Regions from separate parts of the Mus musculus genome. Here all the other regions are linked to region 1. Evidence: chromatin contacts called from public Micro-C data. All regions are on one chromosome and are shown on one strand. Each heading gives the region's core, a stretch centred on a gene start, on an enhancer-like site or on the middle of the called end of the contact. The rest is flanking DNA. Distances are from core to core; before and after follow the strand shown. Region 1 holds the start of Tmem132e (transmembrane protein 132E). Region 2 holds the start of Hnf1b (HNF1 homeobox B). Region 3 holds the start of Asic2 (acid-sensing (proton-gated) ion channel 2).

The links. A called contact is a pair of places that touch in the nucleus more often than the background predicts.
Region 2: a Micro-C map of embryonic stem cells shows a contact between it and region 1, with 9 times the contacts expected there. The contact joins the promoter of Hnf1b here to the promoter of Tmem132e in region 1. A contact is called at or near these places in 2 of 39 promoter capture datasets (both in embryonic stem cells), 3 of 484 Hi-C or Micro-C datasets (all in embryonic stem cells) and 1 of 115 datasets of contacts at active chromatin or transcription factors (embryonic stem cells).
Region 3: a contact with region 1 is called in a Micro-C map of embryonic stem cells, with 6 times the contacts expected there. The contact joins the promoter of Asic2 here to the promoter of Tmem132e in region 1. A contact is called at or near these places in 1 of 15 datasets of contacts at CTCF or cohesin (stem cell-derived epiblast-like cells), 5 of 484 Hi-C or Micro-C datasets (all in embryonic stem cells) and 3 of 115 datasets of contacts at active chromatin or transcription factors (astrocytes and embryonic stem cells).

The regions. Positions count from the first base shown.
Region 1 is chr11:82,386,030-82,391,090 of GRCm38.p6, reverse strand. It overlaps Tmem132e (transmembrane protein 132E), which reads right to left and starts at 2,191. Exons shown (of 9, transcript NM_001304439.1): 1 at 1,978-2,191. The coding sequence starts at 2,044. Gm38577 (a long non-coding RNA gene) reads left to right here and starts at 3,651. Exons shown (of 3, transcript XR_880073.3): 1 at 3,651-4,135.
Region 2 is chr11:83,849,226-83,854,286 of GRCm38.p6, reverse strand. It overlaps Hnf1b (HNF1 homeobox B), which reads right to left and starts at 3,418. Exons shown (of 9, transcript NM_009330.3): 1 at 2,895-3,418. The coding sequence starts at 3,238. Gm12576 (a long non-coding RNA gene) reads left to right here and starts at 3,656. Exons shown (of 4, transcript XR_388929.3): 1 at 3,656-3,780; 2 at 4,008-5,061.
Region 3 is chr11:81,150,835-81,155,895 of GRCm38.p6, reverse strand. Asic2 (acid-sensing (proton-gated) ion channel 2) reads left to right here and starts at 2,993. Exons shown (of 10, transcript NM_007384.3): 1 at 2,993-4,138. The coding sequence starts at 3,431. Gm51910 (a long non-coding RNA gene) reads right to left here. Exons shown (of 3, transcript XR_003949744.1): 3 at 4,163-5,061.

The DNA.
Region 1 (5,061 bases), core at 942-3,441:
GAAGGACTTAGAAAGGGAGCTAGGAGTGGGGACAAAGTGGTACTGCCTCCACTATCCTTCCTTCCGCAAGTCGGTACCTCTGTCTTGAGCATGCCTGCACGGTGCTAGCATTGTGTGTGTGGACAGGTTATGGATGACCGTCCCTGCTCAGTGCTCTGGGACACCCTAGGCCCAGGGACAGCCGGGAGCCCTAGATAAAAGGCTCACAGCTGGCAAGACGCTCCAGAAGGCCTGCCTAGGGCAAAGACTTGGGAAGCAGACAGTTCTGGCAGGTCAGGAAGAACAGATCTGTGGCTGGGCCTGAGAGTATGCTAGTGAGTAGCTGGGACCTAGGGACAGCAACTGAGCTACCCAAGGGCCAAAATGACCTGGGAATGGAGCTCCAACAAGGGCAAGAGCCATGCTTAGACAAGAAGCCTGCTAGGCTGAGCTTTAGGACTCCACCAGCCCCACACAGCTGTCTTACCCTTACCCACTGTCAACCATCCTGGGGGGGGGGGCGGGATGAAGATTTCTCTCTGGCTGCATCCCTAGTCACAACTCCATACCTTATTCCTGCTGGTCAATGCCTGCTCATTGCTCCCGTGAAGAATCAAGAGAAAAGCAATCCCCAGGGAATCCAACCAAAGGCAAAACAGCTTACTCCACAGCAGGAGAAACCCAGACACCCAGAGGAGCTTCAGCTTGTTCCCTTCTGCCTCCTAGCTCTTGGGCCCTATGATTCCTTGAGACCACTTTCTCTTTACTCTTTCAACCTTGAAAATACACCCTACTCGGGGCGAGGGGCGCGGAGGGGGGTTCGTTGCGGAGCAAAAACGAATTAAGAGACCGTGGGGAGGTTCACAGCACACTCAAATCAGGCTGCCAGGGACTGCACAGATTCGGGCAAAAGCTGACCACTACAAACGGACGGTTCTCTCAAACATCCAGATGGCTCGCTCCACTAAGGCCTTCTCCAATTCTGTCCTTGGCTCACCCTCTCGGGAGTGGGGCATCAGAGTCTTATATCCCTAGCTAGTCCTTTGCTGGTTGGGGAATTGTCCCGGGTCAGCTGGTTTCACTTGGGCGCAGCAGAGGGCCGCTTCCCCGCCGCCCCTGCCCCCTTGCTTCCACAGCTCCCTTTCTCTCGTTTAGGTTTGCGCCCCTCTCCTCCTGGAGCATCTCCAGCTTGCGGAAGCCCGCCGCAGCGCCCTCCTGGCTCATCTTGAGTTCCCACTCTGGGTGGGGGAGGTTGTCCTACTACCCCCTGCCTCCAACCTTCATATCCCCCATCTCACTGCTGGGGCGCACCATCCCCGGGTTCCTCCCTCCGTCACCCCTTTCCGGCAGAGCCCAGAGCCCAGGGCGAGCCTGGGGAGCAGACGCAACAGATTGCAGAACGCTGGAGCGCGGCCCCGCTGCCTTCGCGCGCCGCCAGTCTCCCGGCCCGCGCCCGCTGCCCAGACCCCCGCCCGACTTGCTCTGCGAGCCGGCCGGCCATTGAGATGCTGCTCACAAGCCTCCCGGGCCCCAACCGTGCGCGTCCCTGTCCTAGGCCCGCCGCAGGAAGCCAGACAGCCGGCGGCACGGCCCGCACCCGCCTGCGCGCCGGGCCCGGAAGCCGCGATCTCGCCGGTCCCAGTGGTCCCCAGCCCCTCGCGCTGCATGGGGAGCTGCGGCCGGGTACCCGAGACTCGACCTAGCTGATCTCTCGCACCCCTCTAGATATCCGTGAGCTGACACGCCCCCAGGGTCTCGGGTTTTTCCCTGAATTCTAACTCTGAGACCGAGGAATCTACCCCCCCCCCGCCCCAATCTCCCCTGGACCGACCTCGGTCCCCTCAGCGGACTCCCGCTGCAGCCGGGAACCGTGCTGGTAGCGACGGCGGAGAGTCCAGGGGAACACTGGGATGAGGTGCTCCTTCCTTCGGTTCTCTCTGCGCCCCCTCCAGGGGCGCCCGCCGCATCTTCACCCCGAGTCTGCGCCGCGACACTTACCGTGGGCGAGCAGCACAGAGAGGCAGAGTAGGGCGGCGCCGCGGCGGCCCGACATCCCTGGGGCCATGGCCGAAGCGGGGGCAGGAGGGGTCCGAGGGTGTAGAGATCCACGGCGAATTGGTCTCAGGCTGGGCTCGGTCGCCTCCAACTCACTGGCGCCCAGCTGTGTCTGTTGAGGCTTCGGGGGCCAGAAAGCGCAATTCGGGGACACTTTGAGGGGAGGGGCGTCCCGGGCACCACCGGCTACACCCTCGGAGCCGGCGGGGGCGCAGCTCGGGGCGGGAGGAGTCTCCACCTCCCCGGGCTGGTGCCCCCTGCAGGATCTGCGAGGAGAGGGGGGAGCCGCACGTGCGGTCCCAGGGCCCGGTGGCCACCAACGTCCCGGTGGCTGCCGAGGGCCGCGTGCCGAAGCCCCTGGCCTCGCCGCGCCGCTCAGATCCGTACTCGCTCGTAGGTACAGAACCCCAACGCGAACTCGAATCGCCTCGGTTTCGGTGGTAACCCCACATGCACAGCGCGGCTTTCTTCCTCTCCCAAGCGCCCTGCAGCAGTAGGGAAAATCCCAGGTCGGGAGGAAACGGATGATTTCTTTCGCAAAGAGAGAAAATCCAGGCAACTTTAATCCATCCGGGGAAGGAAAAGTTTCCTTGCAGGGATGAGACAGGCGACGCGGGTCGCCACCACCCTAGGCGACGCCCAGACGAAACGTCTGAGGTGGGGGACCAGATGTTTGTCCCTTCGCAGTGCTCGGTCTTGGACTCCAGCACTCTCTCCAGTCTCGACCGGGGTCTGCGCTAGCACAGGCCAACTCGGCGCCGCCTGGCCAGGCTGGGGTTCGGTGGCTGGAGCAAGGGTGGAGCTCTAGGCACTCGCTGCCCCATGGAGATGAAGCTAGGAGAAGCGAAGGAGCGGAAGCGCCAGCTAAGGCGCCCCAGCTCGAGCCGTTTCTTCCCAGAGCGTCTCCTCCAGTATCCAGCCCGTAAGCGTTGTAGGATGAGAGATGGGGTGGTCAGCCCTCGGCAGCACCGGCTACCCTTTTCTTTCCTCTCCGGTAGGGTGTCGCTGTCTCAGCACAGGGGTACCTTGCCCCGCCTCACACCTCTCCTCGCTTTCCCGGGGGAACCTACACAAACCTTGAACTTTTCCGAGGTTCACAGTCTCCGATCCCTCGTCCTACCCATCACCCCCGCCTTGCCCCTGGACACCCGCTCGCCCGTTGCCTCGGTGCGGCAGGGCACAGGCTGTCGCTCTTTCGGAGTCAGTCTGGGCGAGTAGATCGCCGCTCCAGTCCCAGCTACGGGTGGCAAGAAGCGGGAGCGCGGCCAGTGGGCTAAGGCAACCGCACCTGCGCAGCCCCTGGCCGGAGAGGCAGCAGCGGGTACCTAGGCGGCCTAGAAAAGATAGAGATGCCGATAGGGGTCCAGCTCTCCTTGGACGTGGGGTTGGGGAAGAAGAAGAATCAAGGACCAGAGGAAAAAAAAAAGAGGCGGGGGAGCCACAGTTGACCGAAGCAGTCGCTGCCACCTCCACGGCGCTCCTCGGTAAATGGTTGAAGAAAGACACACACACACACTGATGCTCGCTGCCCTCCTCCTCGGTCCGGCATCCAGCGCCCACCAGGACCGTAGCGGGCGGGCGCCCAGCTTGGCGCGCTCGCTCCCTTTTCCTCCCTCCCCTCCCAGATTCCCCGTGATCACGTGGCCCCGGAGCGCGCAGCCCACGGCTCGCGCGCCACGGAGACTTCCCCCTCCCCCGGCTCCCCTGTCTGTCCACGTGTCCATTCCGCATTCCCAGCCTGGGGGCGCGCGCGGCTCCTTAATGAGAGCCGGCCCAGGGCTGGCCTCGCCGTTCAGTTCTACTCCGCTTTACATTTAATTTTTTTCCCCCTCTGAGATTAAGGTTGGTGCGATCCGAGAGGGGTCGGTCGGCTGCTGCGACTGCGGTTCTCCTGAGCAGACGCCACAGCCGAAGCCGACCGAGGTCCCTTTTCAGGGAATGCCAGCTCCCCGCAGGGTGCCGGAGATGTTTTCGGTGGTTCTATCCGAGGCGCGGGTAGGGGGCAGCCTCCCACAGCCTCTGAGTCCTCCTGGGTCTGCAGGGCACCCGGTGGGAATCAGACAAGCTGCCGCGCCCAGCTCCTCTGGTTGGAGCTCCTCGGGTAAGAGGCAAGGGGCGCCGCTGGAGGCCGAGGAGAGACTTGCCTCTGCCTACAGGTTGTTTTGCAAACCTCTGAAAGGTGTCCGGGCGCGGAGGTGGGTGGGTGGGTGCGAGAAACTGCCCCTCTGTACTCTCACCCAGTCATCAGCTGAAGAGAGGGGGGTGTGAGGCAGACATTCACTCCCACCATCGCGCCTTTTCCATTAGAACGCAACCCAAATCAGACCCGACCGTCAACCGCCAATAGTCAATCAGGCATGAGATCAATGGCAATGATCTGACAGCATTATTGGATGTCACGAGGGAATCCTGAGAGGTCTGATCTCTATCAGTCCTACTCTGGAGGGGCAGTCTCTTGTCCCATGGGCATAGCCCATAGTGAGAGAATAGAACTTGAGAGTCACCCGTTATACCAGATGGAGTATGGGCTAGACAGATCAGAGCAATGGCTGGTGGGACTCTCCGTCTACACTTTATCTGTCATACTCGGGTCTTTTCTAGCCTTCCTGATCCTGTGAGTGTCCTTTTTGGGAAAATGGGTTTGGATGATGACGATAGGAACCTTCCTTGCCCCCCCCCCCCCCAGCTGCTGACTATCCCTGCTTAGGTTTCATATTGGAACCTGCCTAGCTGTTCTTGCTCCTCCCTCATAGCTCAGAGGTTCAGTGGGGAGAGCTAACAGTCTATTGGAGGCCCTGGGGAAAGACTATGCTGTAGTAGTCAAAGAAGATGATTCTCATTAGGTCCCTAATGCCTGGTGGCAATTAATGTCACCTAAGGGCTTATTAACCATCCCAAGGAGAGGCAAGCCAGCTACCAGCTCTCTCTCCTCCACCCCCAATCTGTGATGTTGAGGCATAGAGTACAGGACCCACTAAACACAAGCAGAATCCTTCTGGCCCTGACCACCAGCCCACTGGGGATCCA
Region 2 (5,061 bases), core at 2,169-4,668, 1.5 Mb before region 1:
CAGTGTCAGACCTGGAGAATTCATCCTGAGCAGGAGGAAAACACGGCAATCAACATTTTAAACATAACCACGTAAATAACAGCGATCGTCTAAAAGCTCATTGTTGGTTAACATTTCCACAGATATTTTTAGGGTGGAAAAACATTTCTAACAGATACGAACCATAGCTTCAAAAGTTAGAGAAAACAGTATTTGGGTTTTAAAAATTACCACTGTATCGCTTTAACAGATCGTTTGGCCATTTTTCCTTTGTTTAGCTTCTTTACCGGTTATTCTACGTACCTAAAAAAAACCTAGCATAAGAGTGTGTTCTAAACGTGAGTGGTTCCGTGAAAAGGGGAATTAACAGCGAGATGATTAAGAAAAAAGAAAAACAAAACAAAAGAAAAACCGTTGAGACAAAACCTTCAGGCCCTGAATTAAAAATATTTGAATTGGGGGTTAAGATGGCGTAGTTATATCTTAAAAAACAAAAAAAAAAAAAAAAAACCTGAAAAACTAAAAAAAAAAAAACTTCTCGGATCCCAGAATGCCCCGCATATTCCCTACGGAAGAGAGCTCTGAGGCCCAGGTAAAGAGTTATTGGGAAATACAGTTTCCTCCCTAGGAGAAACTCGCTGTAGCGAGGAGCGCTCGGCCTTTGTAGAGCCAGCGCAGGTGTCAAAAGCAAACCCACAGTGGCCACAACGTCCAGCCCGCTCCTTCCTCAAGGGTGACTTTGCTTCCCAGGAGCAGAGACTCTCTGGGTCCCGGCTCGCGGGGAACCAGGGGCCTTGGTCCCTAGGTGGCCCACCAGGTCTCCTAAGCCCCTGGGGCACACCAGCCTCCGACCCGCAGCCGGGGAGCGCGCGACACCGCCGTTTGCAACCCTCCACTCTGGCCAGGTTCTTCCAGCCAGGGTAAAGGCGACCAGGCGCGCCACCGAGTGACCCTCCTCCCCCGCACACCTTTCTTTTCTTTCTGACTTACAGGGGAACAAGGGGGTGGAGCGGGAAGAGAAAAACAAAAGAGAGTGCCCGGTACCCTGCAGTCGGCTGCGCGGTGACCTGCGAGCCGCTAGCAATTTCTTGAAAAATTACTTTAATAAAGTCAGACGCTCCAGGCCCAGGGGAGGGAAGGCGGCACCAGCTTGCGAATGGGACAGAGCTTCAGGGTGTGCCCTGGGTCCTCACCCCAGCTAGAGTCTGGGCTCCTCTCCTTCTGCTCCCCATGGCTTGGGGGTGGGAAGAAGGCCCAGGTCCTAAGACCCCCGACTCAGAGACTCTGCGCCCGCAGAGCTCTGCGGGTGTCGGCTTCCCAGAGCAGCGCGGGGACCTGGGGGTGCGTCCCGTACCTCCGCGCGTGTGTCCGGCGAGCACCCCCTCCTGCGTTTTGATTTCCTTCCCTTTCTAAGCCGAGTTTACAACTTCACCAATGAATAACCCGCCTCTCTTTTCAACCTAATCACGTTTTGTGTACTTTCTGTTGATGATTTATAGGAATAAATTAATAACACCCCAACTCCACGTGCTGCAGTTTATGTTACATCTCCGCTCTGTCCAGCCCGGGGTGGGGACCACGGTGGAGAGGCGCCCTCGGCCTCCCGGGCTTCCCTAAGTCGGCTCCGAGGCGAACTAGACAGTGGCTCTCAGGAGGAAGGACCTAGGCCCCAGGGGGCTGGCGACGGGATGCCGGGTCCCTGAGCCAGGCCCCAGGATAAATTTTCTGCCAGCCTGCCGTCCCAAACCTTCCGAGGGGCTCGGTACCTCAGTCTGTACCCTCTACCCCTGACACCATCCAGGCCGCTAAACTCAGCCAGAGGGGGAAAAAAAAAATCATTGCTACGTGGAGAAACAGCAACGAAAGAAACCCAAGCTTTTAAATTAGAGCAAAATCATTTTAGGGGTTAAAAAAACAAAAAAAACAAAAAACTTTTAGAAGTCCTCCAGATTGCCTTGGCTAGAGGGCGAGCGGCCGGGTCCCCAAAGCGCAAATTCAAATGCAAGGTCATATCCCACCCCAAGCGCGCGCTGCAGGAGAGGAAGCCGAGCCAGGGAGGCCGCCACAGTCACTCCGGAACTCTGAAACTTTGAAGCCGCAGGGCTTAAGAGTCAGAGGCCACGCGAGGGGCTCCTTTCTGAAGCCAAGTGGCCCCGGAGCGACGCGCAGTCTAAGGGAGCCGCTTGGCTCCTTGGATAATTAGTAACTAGCTGTCAAAGCGTAGGCCCGGGCGAGAGGACCGGCAAGTGATCCCAGCCACCGGAGGGACCGCCAGCCAGCCTGGGCTCCCCTAAGCCTGCTGGGGTGTCGTTAGTGAGATGCGTACACGCCCACCTCTGCAAAAGGGCATGGTGGTCTTAGGAGCACCTATTCTCTCTCCCTTTGTTCATGGTTTCTTTTGCCCGGCACTGGTGACCCTACAACAAACTTTCCACTTTATAATTCTAAACTTGGCTCTGTAAGGACACAATCAGAGAACTTGCTTCCCAGGCCTCGGCCACTGATGCTGCCAGGTCTTTTGCAGAGAACTGCAGATCGCAGGGATTAATACGTGGCTTGGGGTTTGGGAAGTTTGGTGGGTCCGGGGGCAATTGCAGCCTTTTCGCTGCACCCACCAGCCCCTCTGGTCATGTGACCTAAGGCTCCGCACCTTCGGTTCTCGTGACTGGGTACCACCAACAAAGTGCCTGGGTCCAGGCTGCCCGCATAGGTGGAGGCAGACGAAGCCTGGGGGTTCCAGGTCGCCCGGTGGAGGGCCAGGTTCAATAGTTAGCAGAGAAGCGGAGTGCCCCCGGGCTATTTTTCCCGTGGGGAAGGGGCTTGGGGAGAGCAGTGTACACCTCATGCCTCCGGTGAGGGGCCGGGGACTCCAGAGACTGCTCGGGCTCCAGGGCGTACCTCGCTCGCTTGCCTACCTGAGCATCCGGTCCACCTCGGCCCGCTGCTCCGCGGCCTCCTCGGTGTTGAGCGCCTGGAGCTCTTTGAGGATGGGAGGAGTGTCATAGTCGTCGCCGTCCTCTGAGCCCTCGTCCCCAGACAAGCGGCCCTTGGCGTGGCCATTGGTGAGAGTATGGAAAACCGGCTTGGTGTCGAGATCCGCCCCGCTCCCGGGGGACAGGGGCAGTGTCTCCAGCTTCACCCCGAAATTCGGGGACGGCAGTAACTCCTCCAAGGCCTGGATCAGCACTTCCTTGGTGACTCCGGAGCTCAGCAGGGCACTCAGGAGTTCTTGCTGGAGCGACGTGAGCTTGGACACCATTTTCCAAGGACGGAAAAAGAAGGGGTTGAGGGGATGGGTGGGTGTGAGAGAGGAGGGTGGAGGGGAGTTTTACAAGAGAACTCCAAGTCCTGGAACCCCTCCACCCTTTAGCTTTCAGACACCTGTTACTCTCTGGGGTCCCGGAGACTCCTCCGAGAGGAGTCAGAAAACTTCTAACTTGCCATGATCTCCACCATTAGGCCATATAAGATATGCAAATGAGTGGGAAGGGCTCAGCTTTCGGCAAGATGCAAATGGTGGTGGGGAGGGGGGAAAAACCGAGAAAGTGGGAGAACCTAAGGGACAGTCCAACGGAGCGAGAGACTTGGGCCGGGATTGGGACTTGCCAGAGCCCATTCTACTCACGCTGGGGGGCTCCAAATCTTCTCTACCGATTCTGTTTATCAGCCAAACTTTAGGTGACCTTTGGACTGGTAAAGCAAGCGGCTTGCAGCCTGGGCTGGGTGGGGGTGGGGGACCTTTCCACTAGCGACAGGTTCGGCTTTAGTCCAGAAAGAAGAAACTGCGCTTCGGGGGTTCAGGTGAGAGAGCTGGACAAAGTTGGGGTGCCTTGGCAAGGGGGAGGGGGGGAGGGTGAGGAGAGCAGAAAGCCTCCAGGTTGTCTGCAGGTAGCAAGCCTGGAGATGTAGTCAGATGGTGGCGAATCAGATTCTTTGGGAATGGGCGCCAGGAATAAGAGTGGCTTTAGGCGCGGTTACAACGAATTGGAGGGACCCCATTTCTTTTTACCTCGGTTACTGCTCTCCAGGTCCTCCTCAGCTCCGCCTGGTAGTTTGGATTTGCCGGATTCCTGACCAGGACCGCGCGTTGTTAACGTGCTAGAGGCCTGCGGGACCCTTGAAAGGAGACGCCGATTCGTTTATGGCCAGAGGGAGTAGCGAAAGTGGAGCTCTGCCGCTGCAGGGCTCACCAGCTACCTGCCCCGCCAAGCCAAGGGGGAGCAGGACACCTGGAGCTCGCCTTCTGCCTAAACCCGGAACCCAACAGCGCCTGAGCTCTGCACCCAAAACTAGGGCTACGGAGTCTCCTTTCTAGTAGTGAATGTGTAGATTGACCTGTGGCTGGACCGACTGTTGCAGCTCTGGATTACCCAGGACCACTGTTTTGGTTCTTAATTCTAGGAAGTCCGTTGTACCGGGAGTTAAGAATCGCGCTCTATAAACACAAGTTCACTGTGGTGGTGGCAGGAGTCTTGTATGCCACCTAGAGCAGGCACCCCTAAAGCCACTGAAGAAAAAAAAATGTTTTTTCCCCCACCCAGGTCTGGTCCGGAAGGAAGCTCTGAGCCTTTCGGCACAGCACGGCAGGAGTTTCTGCCACATCTCCCCTGGGACCCGGAGAGGAAGCAAGGAGGCACAAGCCGCACCCAGACCTCCAGGCAGGGACCTGAGCTGCAGGGAAGGAAACTGCTTACACACACACACATACACACACACACACACACACACACACACACACACGCACACGCACACGCACACGCACACGCACACGCACACGCACACGCACACGCACACGCACACGCACACGCACACGCACAGGCACACACATTTCCCCAGGGTAGAGGCGGTTTTGAACCTCGGTTCTCTCATTTGTGAAATATATTCCTAATATCCAGGATACAGAAAAGCTGTAGACACGGAAGAAGACCACCTGTGCAAAGCTGGCTAACACCTGTGTACACACTTCCCCTGTCTGCGAAGATGGCAGGCCTGTTCCCAGTGGTTTGGAAGCTTAAGGTTCTCAGCATCCGGGCATTAGGGTTGGAAGAACTGGACAAAGAAAGACAAACGGTCAGAACCATC
Region 3 (5,061 bases), core at 1,744-4,243, 1.2 Mb after region 1:
CAGGGAAACCAAATCCACAGCTGAATCTCAGCATTGCTCAGCAGCAACAGTTTCTTCTCCAGGAATATGAGCAAGGTAGTGGTGGCACACAACTTTCATCTCAGCACTCTAGCGGCAGAGGCAAGTAGATCTCTGAGTTTGAGGCCAGCCTGGTCTACAGTGCAAGTTTCAGGACAGCCAAAGCTACACAGAAAAACACTGTCTTGAAAAACAGAAGAAGGAGGAGGAGAGGAAGAAGGGGGAGGAAGAGGAAGAAGAGGAAAAAGAGGAGGAGGAAGAGGTGGAGGTCTTCAGGTATGTGTAGCTGTGCCCTAGAGAGTGAGCACGGACATCCATATACATAATACGTGTGCATCGTGTGTATATATACATGATTGTGAATGAATTCATTGTGGGTAATATATGGTTGTATGGTTGTGTATATTTATATACTGTGTGTATATATACACACAATATACAGTATGCATTGAATGCACATGCAAGATTGCAGCATGTATGTTTGTATGTATGTTCAAATGTGTCAAATTTTGTATTATGTGTCAAATGTATTTGTGCAGTTGTGTGAACCTGGTAGGGCATGTGTATATATAGTGTGTGCTTGGGTACATGGACATGTGTGCTGAGTGCATATGTGTGGTGTATGAATGGGAGATGAGGGGCTCAGAGACCATCTTCTCCAGTGTTTAGATACAAGGAGTTGCTTCATGGAAAGAAAGCCCCCAGGCCAGTGGGAATAGAATATCCACTCTAGTCCTCTGCATCCTTCATAGAAACCTCCTGGTCATTTCACAAATCTTCCTAAATCCCACAAAAGCTGTGAATTCACCTTTGTTCCCAAGTCTTTCGTCCTCCAGTTTCCTGTCCCAGAATTCTGATACTCCACTAACTGGGGTGTCTGTCTTCTTGTGCTTTGGGTCCTTCATCCATTCCATCTACTCTCAGAAATGTCTGGAAATTCTTTTATCCCAAAGGTAAGGAACTCGGAGGGCTGCCTGTCTCAGTGATGTTTAGAAAGTATGTGTAGAGTTCTTTTGTGAACCCTGCATGCCAAGGCAGCCATAAGAGCAGGACCCCAGAGGCCAGCCTGGTCTACAAAGTGAGTTCCAGGACAGCCAGGGCTATACAGAGAAACCCTGTCTCAAACAAAACAAACAAAACAAAACAGCAGGACCCCAGCCCTGATCCAGAGGCTGAAAACCACAAGACCCTCTGAGACAGTAAAAACTGTCAGGGCTTTGTGATCTGAGCCTTGAACCCAGCTAACCACTGCCCAACTGTGCCCTTTTGGGCAAGCTTTAGCCTCCCTCACATCACTTAGAAAATGGAGCCAGTTGTATCTAGAAACCACATTCAGTCCCCCCACCCCGACCGAAAGTTTAAGCAGAATATTTAAAAGGCAGTATCAAAAGTTTAAAATGTCCAGGAGTTATTGAAAGCCTTGGGTGCTTTGTGGAGTCTCTTGACTTGGGACGACATCCCCTTTCTTACTCTCCCTTCTCTTCACATCCAGGGAGAGCTACTTTTGCCTGGCTTAACACCTCCAGAGAAAGGGGTTGGGGCACTTGATAAATTTCTAGAGGCAGAAGAGAGGAGCTGTCCCCTTGAGTCCATCCTGCCACAAGTCCTGTAAGTTTTCCCAGTAACTGGTCACATAGCCCTTCCTAAAAGAAATTCATACACATGCAAATCGGAAACTATACTCATTCATACCCACAGCCAAGGATGTGCACACATAGAACATACAGCCCATCACAGGCACTCGTCTACTTATGACACATCCAGCAGCCGCAGCACATCAACCCACAGGCAGCTTCACGAATTGAAGACTTGGCACAAACGCCGGTTCACATATAAACAGTTCACATCCTACACACACCCCTGCACGACACCGCACTCACACTTGCTCAAGTGCCCACGCTGCACAGTCCCATCTCTCTCCAGCCCATTTCACACGCCCAGGCATCCCTTCACATTTCTTTGCACACGGCTTGCACATAAACACAGCATTCTTACTACTCTCCATCTCTTCCACAAGCCGGTACAACCGACCACATCTGTGCTGCCCCCAACCCCCCCCCCCCGCCCCAACATCCCCTGCAACTTCAACAAGAGGCTTCCCGCTTGGTGTGCAGCGGCCACAGTGGCCAGGAATTAAAATGCAGCAAGGAGGAGCCGGGAGCGTCAGAACCGCGTCTCCAGGAGCGCACAGCGCTCGCCTCGGCCGCCGCCGCCCCGCCCGCCCGGAGCCGCGGGGCCAGCGAGCGCAGTAGCAGGTGCTCAGAGCCCAGCAGCGCCAGCCGCGCCAGCCTCGCGCGGCTGCTGCCCAAGTTCGCCCGGGGCCCGAGGAGGGCCGGGCTACCGAGAGAGGAGAGCAGCCGCCGCCACTGTCACCGCCATCGTGGACTTGGAGTCTTGAGAGGAGACGGGCCCACCGGAGCTGCGAGCTTCGATGAGCAGCGAGTCCGGATCAGCCTCAGGAGGTGTTGCTTGGGCTCCGCAGTTCCCAGCTCCCGTCTCCCAGAGAGAATAAGAGGCAAGGAACAGCATAGCCGGGTTTTTCTAAAGACGATCCGTGCCGAGAGGAAAAGCGATAGTTTCCCAGCACCAGCAACCTTGGAGGGGCCCAGCAGCGAGCAGCTTTCCGCAGGACGCCTTGAGAAGCCCCCGCCCCAGACGACAGTAGACACCCCGCGGGACTCAGGACTTGGGGAAGCCTGGGAGCGTCTCAGCAGAAAGCAGCTCCGGCAGCCGTGAGAAAGAAGGGTCCTGGAGGAAAGGGAAGGTGCAAGTCGCCACTCGGCGACCACTCACCCCAGTACACACCCACCCCACCCGCCGAGCCTGGAGCCGCGGAGTGCCTCTGGGGGCGCTCGTTCCTTGGCGCCTTCCCTCGCATGTCCCAGCACCACTGGGCTAAGGGCCAGACTAGTGGGGTCCCCGGGACTGGCCAAACCAGGCATGGTGGCCCAGTGGTCTCTCTCTCAGGATCAGCGTAAAAACTGGGGTTAGTCCGTGCAGGGGGGACTCATCTCAGGGTCCCCCGAGGTCCAGGACCAGGATAGGTCGGCGGGCACAGAGCCCAGGGATTGGAGAGGCGGCTCCCAATGGGGCCCCTCCGGAGGTAGTGCCCAGTGACTCTCGTCCTTCTGGAAGACTCGGGGCCAGCAGAGCCTGGGGGTGGGGGGTAGTTAGGAGAGGCCAGAGCTAGGGGCGGCGGGCCGAGGCGGCACTCAGTCCCGGGCGAGCGCCCGCGGAGGCGGCGGCGGCGACGCCGGGAGGGCATGCCGCGCCACCGGAGCTCCTGTCGGGAGCAGGCTTCCCTGGCACAAGCTGCGCGCGGCTGCTGCTGCTCCCACTGCTGCTGCGGACTCCCATGGCGGCTCCGCCCGGCCGGGGCCGCCGCCGCTGTCGCCAGCCTCGGGCTGAATGAATGAGCCGGAGCGGCGGAGCCCGGCTGCCGGCGACCGCGCTCAGCGGCCCGGGACGCTTCCGTATGGCCCGCGAGCAGCCGGCGCCCGCGGCGGTGGCGGCAGCTAGGCAGCCCGGGGGCGACCGGAGCGGCGATCGGGAGCTGCAGGGGCCAGGGGTCGCCCGCAGGGGGCGGCCGTCCCTGAGTCGCACTAAATTGCACGGGCTGCGGCACATGTGCGCGGGGCGCACGGCGGCGGGAGGCTCTTTCCAGCGGCGGGCGCTGTGGGTGCTGGCCTTCTGCACGTCCCTTGGCTTGCTGTTGTCCTGGTCCTCGAACCGCCTGCTCTACTGGCTCAGTTTCCCGTCACACACGCGAGTGCACCGCGAGTGGAGCCGCCAGCTGCCGTTCCCCGCTGTCACCGTGTGCAACAACAACCCCCTGCGCTTCCCGCGCCTCTCCAAGGGGGACCTCTACTACGCGGGCCACTGGCTAGGACTGCTGCTGCCCAACCGCACCGCGCGCCCGCTGGTCAGCGAGCTGCTGCGGGGCGACGAGCCGCGCAGACAGTGGTTCCGCAAGCTGGCCGACTTCCGCCTCTTCCTGCCGCCGCGCCACTTCGAGGGCATCAGCGCTGCCTTCATGGACCGTCTGGGCCACCAGCTGGAGGACATGCTGCTCTCCTGCAAGTACCGGGGCGAGCTCTGTGGCCCGCACAACTTCTCCTCAGTGAGTTGCCCTCCGCGCGAACCCGCCCTTTCTGACCCCGCGCTTCCCAGGAGTCCTGAGGCTCTTAGGTGGGCCCCAGGGACTGGACACCAGGCCCCTGTGAGTGTCACTACTTCCTGACTGGGTGTCACCTCTCCTCAGTGCCCAGGAAGAAGCCACTCTCGAATCCCCTGAGTCTTCAGGTGGTGGGAAACTTGGGCTTGGCTCTGTCTAGGAAGTCATCTTAATGCTGTTAGCGTCTCCTTGTACAGTTCCTTCCGGTGTCAGCTCTCAAACTCCTCCTTCTACTCTCTGTGGTCCCTTCTCTAAATAGTGACCCACACACACACCCGAGGTTCACGGGACCCAAAGCTACTGCTCTCTGTTTGGTCTCTAGAGTTGCCTTAAATGGGAGGCTTGTTCTCTTTGGGGAGAACCAATACAAAACCCTTCAAAAGAAATGGGCTAACAAGGTGTTTTAGGACCTCTGTTTAAGATCCTAAACAGCTTATTATTTCAGAGTTCCGCACGGAGTCTAGGAGAAAACTCCCAAGGACAGCAATGAACACCAAAGCTGTGGGCCCCTTTTTAAGGCAGTGGCAACTTTCTGCTCATTGGAAAACAAAAACCAAAAAAAAAAAAAAAAAAAAAAACAAAACAAAACAAAAAAAAAACCAAAACAAACAAACCAAAAAACAAAAACAAAAACAAAAACAAAAAAACAAAAAAACAAACAAACACCGCTCCATGAGCACACCCACCCACCTTGCTCCTCTTACTGACTGAAGGAATATCCTTAGGTGGGAAAGTTGCAGCCAGCAGGCTCAGAAATGCAAACAGCCAGGGCCAAAAGAAGCTGTGCTAGAGATTTGTGAGCCATTTGCTGTACTGGTTCCCGCACACTGTGGGTCTGGAGAACGCAGATGTCAGGCAGAAGGTATCTG